2 separate regions of the Lactuca sativa genome follow, and region 2 is linked to region 1. The links are chromatin contacts, called in public Hi-C maps. All regions are on one chromosome and are shown on one strand. The core of a region is the stretch at or near the end of the contact, and the rest is flanking DNA. Distances in the headings are between cores, read along the strand shown. Region 1 holds the start of LOC111917306. Region 2 holds the start of LOC111917169 (probable pectinesterase/pectinesterase inhibitor 6).

The links. Hi-C and Micro-C count contacts between places; a contact is called where the count stands out from the background.
Region 2: a Hi-C map of bud shows a contact between it and region 1, with 8 times the contacts expected there. The contact joins the promoter of LOC111917169 here to the promoter of LOC111917306 in region 1. A contact is called at or near these places in 2 of 4 Hi-C or Micro-C datasets (bud and leaf).

The regions. Positions count from the first base shown.
Region 1 is chr3:31,492,705-31,497,285 of Lsat_Salinas_v11, forward strand. LOC111917306 reads left to right here and starts at 3,138. Exons shown (of 4, transcript XM_023913004.3): 1 at 3,138-4,068. The coding sequence starts at 3,328.
Region 2 is chr3:31,688,351-31,692,865 of Lsat_Salinas_v11, forward strand. LOC111917169 (probable pectinesterase/pectinesterase inhibitor 6) reads left to right here and starts at 2,922. Exons shown (of 2, transcript XM_023912821.2): 1 at 2,922-3,255; 2 at 3,618-4,415. The coding sequence starts at 2,922. The coding sequence ends at 4,309.

The sequences.
Region 1 (4,581 bases), core at 1,888-4,387:
GCTAGCCCTTTCTATCACACATAGTGCCCGATTTTCTCCAAGAATAAGATCATTATATAGTTAGGGTTACACAATGTAAACCCTAATTGTCATGGCCTTTCATTTCCATGATCCATGGGTACAAATACACCATGGAGCATCTTATGGGTTTTAGCCCAACTTGACAATCCATGGAGCATTAGCCCACTATATAAGTATAGATGGTTTATACAATCAACTCATATATTTAATTAGTCTTCTTTTGATCACTTAATTAATTATAGATTAATTCTTGATCAATACTAATTAAATAATCTTATTAATATATTAGAACTTATAATATATTAACCAACCTTAAGTGTTATTTCTCTCATTATAGTCTATCCAAACGCATGATGCCATGCAACCCAAATAGACCATGTTGGGTCAGGTCAAGTCTTACCAGTTACAGTTATGGACTTAGACATTAATTCAACACATCATCCCTAACAAAAGTTTAGGGTGATTAGCCCATAACGAAATCATAAACAAACAAGAAATCAAAGGTAACTAGAATAGACATGATAAAAGTCTAGCAAACCAAATGAATTGATGGTGTTTTCTTCTAGATCTCTTCAAATATTGAGCTCTAATCAATTTATTCTCTTCTAAGGGTTTTCCAGAGGGTTTTTGTCGTAATGTTCGGATATATATATATATATATATATATATATATATATATACACACACACACACACACACACACACACACACACTTGCCTAAAATATGGCCAACACGTCGTGGTAAATGTCACCACATCGTGGTCTTCATAGAAATTATGTATTCTTCAAGTCAGCTCAACGATCGCTAAGTTTCGATTTACCACATCGTGGTGGTGTCACCACATCGTGGTAGCTAGGAATCAACATTTTCTCAAAACACGAAAGTCGTCCGAAAATTTGTCTAGTTTTCAGATCATTTTGAACCTCGTCAATCGAATTTACGATTCATGAGATATAGCCAAAATACTGACAAGTGGTGAAGCTCTCTAACAACATTCTTTTTGTGTCTTCCTCTTGCCTAAACTCGCATTTTCCTGCTTCCAGCTTCCATATTGCTTCTGAGCATGTCTATTATGCTATATAGCATATATTAAACATAATAAGTACCTTTTGTTATATAATAAGAATAATATAGCATAAATATTAAGATAATGAATGGAATATATGACTAAATATGCACATATCAAAATACCCCATACTTAACATTTGCTTGCCCCCAAGCAAACTGTTTTTTAACTTACCAATATCGCATAAAACAATCTATTTTAAACCCATCCATTATCCTAAGACCGCAATGCATGTATTTGTGTATCATTCCTAAAAACTTCCCAATCCTAAATACTTACAATCCTTATGAACATTCACCCCACTGACCGATCCAGTACTAACATACAAGTCTATAAGCTCATATAGTAGGCATATAAATGCATTTCTCCTAGCATTCTATCATGCAATCCTGAGTAGATCCTTAGCCCTAACTTAGCATGCAGTTCTTAAATTCATAATTCAAAGCATATCAAATATAACATGTATGAGTATTTTGGGAAAACTTACTTGAGCTCGGTCGAGTGCATGTACCACACCCGTTCTTTTATTAGAAAATCCTTTAATTAAAACATTTCTTTTATTGAAAAATCTATCAAACCCTCATTTTAACTTCAGACACACCCGAGAGTATGTCCGAATCTCTCAAACCAAGGCTTTGATACCAACTTGCAACATCCCAAAACCCAGAACCCAAAATTTTTGTTTTTATATTAAATAAAACAACCAGACGTGTTTATCAAAACCATAAGAAAATCATAGTGTATCAATAATCATCCAAAATACATAAGAGTCAATAAAGCGAAAGATCATGGTGTGTGCGATGTGATCATCCCGAACTCTTCCCATTGGAACCGAAAGTACCTGAAACACAAATTGAAAACTGTAAGCACAAAACTTATTGAGTTTCCCAAAACACTCCATACCATACATACAATGGGCCTTAGCCGACAACCTTCGGGCCCCGTCCGATATCGATCCCCGCTTGAAACATATGTATCAGTAACATGCGATGGGCCCCGCCCAACATACTCATCAGGCCCCGCCCGATATATATACAACCACATACAACACATGCAAGAGCTACACAGACAGTTAACATACAAATAAGAATAATCCATGAGTCGGTATTGGCGCCTTCGACCCGCCAAACAATGGGAGGAGACTCACCTTAATCGACTAAAAATCAAATAAATGCTCGATTTAAAATATGATGACAACTCGATTTAAAACAATTATTTGTTTGCAAAGAAACTCAAATTTATATAAACAATATGAAGAAAAAAAATTACATACCTTATATTGATTAGCTATGACTTGCTCGTTAAAAGTCTCAAACCATGAACAATTTAGTGTATGAATTAGGGCTAGAATTTAATACATAATCATATTAGCATCGACAAAGATAATGGAGTAAACAAAAATTGAATATAAAATCACAATATCAAAATATAAAAGAACAAACCAAACCGAGGAAATAGAATCACAATAAAAGATCACAAACCAACAATGATGAAGCAAGTCATCGACGACGACTATGGACAAACGAGATGGAGGCGGTGGATGAACGCGACGACACGGTGCAACAGACGACGATGATGGTGAAACAAATCAGAGATAGAAGACGAATGAGCGTTGTTAGGAAGTGAAGAGTCATTTTCATGGTTTTGTGTTTGAATATTGGGATGAGTTTTAGATGGGAGGGGTAGATTGTAAAGTTTGTTAAAATGAAAAAAAAAAAGCAAAATTATCATTTTATAAAAAAATGTTTGTACGGTAAAAAGTTATTAAGTTAGTGTATAGGAATCAACTCACAATTGTAAATATGTTTATCAAAATACACATATTTTTATTTATGTTTACAAAAATACACATATATTTTAATTTTATTACTTTTTCCAATGAATATGGATTTTTTAAATTCTTTTTTTCCCAATGAATACGGATTTAAGAGGTGGAATAATTGTTTCACCTTGCAAAATAAGTTACACTGCAGAAACATAATTGTTATAAAAAAGTCACCTTTAACATTATAAAAAAGGCACTTTTATTACTACACCTACTTTGTAAGATCTCAGCCAAAAAGCTTTTGCAAAGCCTGCTTAATTCAGTAGAAAACAAAAAAACTCCATGGATTCTACTGCTTCATTCAGGATCAAATACTAAAGGCCATCTCACTGGAGTCCATCCCACTCAAAAACCACAATCATATCAACAAATTTGCCGCACACATCCCAAAATTCTTAACCTTTTTCTTCATCAATGGCTACGCAAGATCACCTCCACCTCCATGAGCAACACCACAAACAGAGCTATGAAGAGCTGCTTTGCTCTTATTTAGGCATAAGTTTCGCAATCTTTCTAGGGTTCCTTCCTAAACAATCGCTTGCTTTGGTCACATCTCTCCAAACTCATGACGAATCACTCTCTAAAAGGCTCTTACAAGCAGAAGAACAACTCGAGCAGCTCTACTCGCGAAGAAAGGAGGATTCCAAAGCGAATGCTAGGGTTGTTGAGATATTCGCTAGCCACCGCCACGGATGGCAGCAAGAAGAGAAACGCCTCCTCCGTCAGATCGACGAAAACGTGGAGGAGATTGCGAATTTGAGGGCTAAAGTGGAGGACCTCGAGATTAGGGTTGATGAGTTGAAAAGGGAAGTGAGTGAGAGAGATGAGTTGCTGAATTTTATGACGAATAGGGAGGATGATGGCGGAGGATACGGTGGCGACGGTGATGGAGAATTCTATGGAGAAATGTTGGGGTCTAGGTATGGGAAATTAAGGGTTTCAGATGAGGGGATTAACCATAACCATAACCATAACCTTAAGCATGATATCAATTACGGTAATAACAGTGTTATGGGAGATTGTTATATGGAAAGAGGGGTTCACAATGTGGATGATTTGGGCTCGATTTATGATGTGCATTCCATGTTTAAATCTTCAGAGTTTTCCAATTCCGAGGTTTCCAAGTTCTTGGCAGAAAGATCAAATCTTTGGCAGGTTTTGAATGCTAATCTCCATTAAAGTTCATATGTTTGTTCTTCATTACATGCATTCTTTTAGCTGAATGGTCCATCAAAACTTCAAATGCTGCATGATACGAAGTAATTTCATGAAGTTAAATTACTTATTGATCTCTTTAATTATTAAAATTAGGTTTAACTAATGATACCTTTTTATCATGGGTGTCTTTATCAGCTACAGGTTGGCAATAGTGTCTCTATATACATATTAAACTCAACGTCTTGAATAAGATATTATTTGTATGTTATAGTTGTGAATTTAGGATGATAACTAGGAATCCCGATTTCTGTTTGGTGGTGGTGGTTGATTTCATCAATTGCAGTTTTGCAGTTTGAATGAAAGTTGGACCACCTCATCACTGGCTACCACTCCCCATGCAATTTTCCATTATTTCCATTTTATTTTTATGATTTAAAGTCAAATCTTAAGCCAAAGTAATTGAAACCCATTAGTCTTTTTCATATTTTGCACTAGTGACTGGTTTAATAT
Region 2 (4,515 bases), core at 1,672-4,171, 200 kb after region 1:
GAAGGAGCAGAGGAGGAATAAAGGATCGGTTGTGTAGACATGATTGTCTCAAGGATTTCGAACACCGCGGCCCCACAGTGGGCGCCAAATTGTTCTGGTCAAAAACTGCCTAAATGTTAATCAACCAAATTGAATGAGAGGTTTTGATGATCAGAATAGGTAATTGCAAATGATAAAAGAAAGTGACAAAATGGTTTACAAGGAAAACCCTTAATCCTTGCTAGGATCTCCGATACAAAACCTTGGGAGGTGATAATGATCACATGCCTAAATGATTTTATTGATATAAAAATAGTAATTACAAGGAGTTCTTAGTAAAAATAAGTAAACAATTTCGCAGTGTAAGCTTAGGTTTAAGAATTGGTCTTCCCTTGACTACTTCTGCAAGATGTCTGATATTTTTGGGATCCTCTATGACCAGCTTCATAAATGTTATTTGAACAAGTATTCCGGGTCTTTAGCATTGTTGAGATGATTCTACGTTGAGAATTGGTCTTCCCTTGACTACTTCTGCACACGTGTAAGTAATAGACAAAATATGACCGTTATAAATATTAATAAAAATAATAAAGGTAGTTAGTCAGGATCCTGAGGTAATTGAGGATCCTGGATATTTGAGGATCTTGAATATTGTAAGGATCTTGTCCCTAACGTAGAGTATGAGAAGGCATGCTAAGAGACAGAGATATGAGAATAACAGAGTAAGATATGGAGAAGAGCATGCATAGAGTATAGAGAAGATAAGAGAAATATTAGAAAGGATATAGTATGTAAAAGAAAGAAATAGAATATAGAATATGTGTAGAGTAAAATATGAGCCTGAGAAGAGGCTAAGAGAGAGTAAGATATGAAAAGAAAAGAATAGAAGAAGATAAAGTACGAGAATGAAAGAATAGAATGTTGAGGCATGAGAGGAGATAGAAGAAAAGAGATAGATGAAATGAGAAAGAAAAGAGAAGATTAGAGAAATGAAAAGATGAGAAATAAGAAGAAGTAAAGAGAAAAAAGTATAAGAGATAGATTAGATAAGATGAGAAAGAATAGTAGTGTGTGTTATTAGAGAAACAGATTAGTTTGTAGAGTAAGAGAAAGAAGAAAGAAGAAAGAAATGGTAGATGAAACATGAAATCATATTAGAATATAACTTACGAGAAATGTGGTCTGATGTAGTAGATATGTTTCATGTTTTGCAGGTTCGGGTAGCATATGTGGTACGTGACAAGACTTTAGCACAAGGACCTAGACAAGGTTGCTATTTAAAGTACCTTTCCTTGTTGTTGTGTTTATGTAATAGATTTTATTGTAAACTCGTGATTTAACTTGGGATTTAAAGTGTTTTAATTTTTTGTAGAATTCTATATTGTAGATAAAACTCTAATAATTCCATTAGATTAGATGTTAGAAAATTTGGTTCGTTACATTGATCTTCCTTGATTCTTTAATTTCATCAATATTGTACCTTCTACACTTAGCATCATATCTCTTAGTGGAATTAGCTGCATTTTCTTTCTCAACAATCCCAGTTGTAGATTCTTCTGTTAAACATGTTTTTCTATCTTTTTTTGCTCCTCGGGTTTTCATTTTTGGAGCTAGGTTTCAAATTGATATGTACAATTGAATCAATGGTGTCGCATGTCACCATGTTACCCTATACAACTATACTTTCTGAGAAGATGAAAATGAAGATGATGGTCGAACCAACGAATACCAACAAAGATAAACCCAGATGAAAAAAAAAAAAAGAATACTAGCCAAATCTAAAAAAACAAACCTTCTATGCAAAATACTCATCGATTCGATTCAACATCCTATTCCAGATCAATTTGACACAACCTTGCAGCTTTGCTAGAGATATCATACGGTTTCTATCTCTATCGAAGTGATTGAATACATTTGTAATAGCTTGAATTCGTCATGAGTTTGGAGTCCTAGTGAGTGTTTTTTGTTCCGATTTGGATCGATTAAACCAAATAAATAAGTAACTGATGATCTAGAGAATAGTGTTCTTAGGCGGCGGCTCACTCAAAATTGGCCAAGGGCGATAAAGGGAAGGGGTGAATATATAGACCCTTATCGTCTAGATCAGTTGGGGTGAAGAACAGTGGATGGTGGAGAGGAGAACGTTCAGAAGTATTTTGTGATATAGGGAGGAGTTAGGGGGGGGGGGGATTAGAGGAGGTTGTTTGATTTTTTGTGGGAATATATATATATATATATATATATATATATATATATATATATATATATATATATATATATATATATATATATATATATAGAGAGAGAGAGAGAGAGAGAGAAAGAGATGTGTGTCTAAGGTTAATTATTTAAATGGTTTTAGTAGAGAGAGAGAGAGAGATGTGTGTGTCTAAGTTTAATTATTTAAATGGTTTTAGTTAAAGAAAAATATAAAATAAAAATAAAAATGACAAATAAGTCTTTTTTTCGGGTGAGGGCCCAATTTTTAAAAGTTCTAAACCTATATGGACCATCTATAAAGTTTTGTAAACTTATGGACTATATACTAGATTATGAAAGACTCCAGGGATTATTTATGAGGATGTGTCTAAAAAAATATTTAAAAATATATATATTTATACATAAGGCCATTGTTATGGCCATTATGGTTGCTCTTAAAACTTATACCATCGGGATCCATAACGCATGAATTAATTAATGGGCATAAATGCTATAGCTTCTTCAAGTTCATATTAATATGAAAAATAACCTAAATTCAGACTTTATAATTTTCCAAAATGCCAGAATTATGTCTTATTTTTTTTTACAGCATTACAACACTTGTACTTTCAAGATCGATCTCTTGTGCACGCATCATTTGTTACAATTCCCCTTTTCCCGAGTTATGCAATTCAATCATTGTTCCTAAATTCGAGTCTCATGAATCTCAAATCAAGGCGTCAATGAGTCAAGCTCATAACTTGTCCATGACGAGTGATGATAGACTCATACAATTAGCCGAAGGAGGAGAAATAAAACAAGTAGATTTGGTCGTAGCTCAAGATGGTTCTGGTGATTTTTCAACCGTTGTCGAAGCCATCAAAGCATCTGAAAATCGAAGAACTGGAACTGATAGATTTATTATATACGTGAAATCTGGTGTTTATATAGAAAATGTCATCATCAATTCGTCAATGCACAATTTGACACTTATTGGAGAAGGCATTGATGCAACAGTTATAACCAACAATAAAAACGTCAACGATGGATATGAAACTTATAACACCGCAACCTTCCGTAAATTTTTATTCTCGTATATTTTTTCATTACTCAATTTACATTATTTGGTAATATACTTTACTTTTTATCAATATTTTTGGCAACTTAGATTTACTGCCAAAATATACTTTATTTCTGACATGTACTTGGTAACAAAAGAAAATACATGTTTATTATAGGTAAGAAAAATTATACATACGTTATCATTATTTAGAAAAAAAAAATAGAAATATCTTGTGAATGTTAGTTACATACGAGTATTTTATTAATTCTAAAATACGTTTTTGTTATGTATACAAAAAATACAAATAAATTGCAGTTTATTATTGGTTTATGAGTTTATCTATCCTAGTATTTAATTCAAAAACTGAAATGTGCAGAGATTTGGGGTTCCGGTTTTGTTGCGATTGGAATTACATTCGAGAACACCGCCGGTCCGGAGAAACTACAAGCGGTGGCGCTTCTCTCGGCTTCAGATCTCTCGGCTTTCTTCCGATGTAGCTTCAAAGGCTACCAAGATACCCTCTGCCTCTTCCAACAGCGTCAATTTTATCGCGAATGTGACATCTATGGAACCGTCGACTTCATCTTCGGTGACGCTATCGCCGTCCTCCAAGACTGTAACATCTATCTCCGAAAGCCATTGTTTGGCCAACAAAACACGATAACGGCTCAAGGAAGAACCGATTCAAGTTCTGCAACAGGGTTTGTTATTCACAATTCGCAGGTCACGGCCGCCCCTGGGTTAACCCTAGCCGATGGATCAGTCAAGAACTTTCTAGGCCGGCCATGGAGGGACTACTCGAGGGTTGTATTTGTGAAGTGTAATCTCGATAGCTTGATTGATCCCCAAGGGTGGATGCCGTATCGGGATAGCTCTGCTTTTGATAAATTGTATTACGCAGAGGCTATGAACTCAGGGGAGGGTGCGAACACCTCCGGTAGGGTGAGGTGGCCGGGGTTCCATGTTTTGACCGGTGATCAAGAGGCGGAGCAGTTTTCTGTTAGGAACTTTTTGGCTGGAGATTCATGGATCCCACAGACTGGAATTCCTTTTGATTCTGGTATTTAAATGATTTTTTAGAGACAAATAAATGTTGCTTGGTAGTGGTAGTTGTAGTGGTAAGAAAAGTTTTTTTGTTCAATATTTTTGTAAGAATAGATGAAGATTTATTGCATTTGCTTTGGTTTGAAATGTTGTCTAGTGAACAAAAATAATAATTTTCAGTCAGAACGTTTGACATGGTATCGGGTATATGCATGTTAAAAAATTGTCCA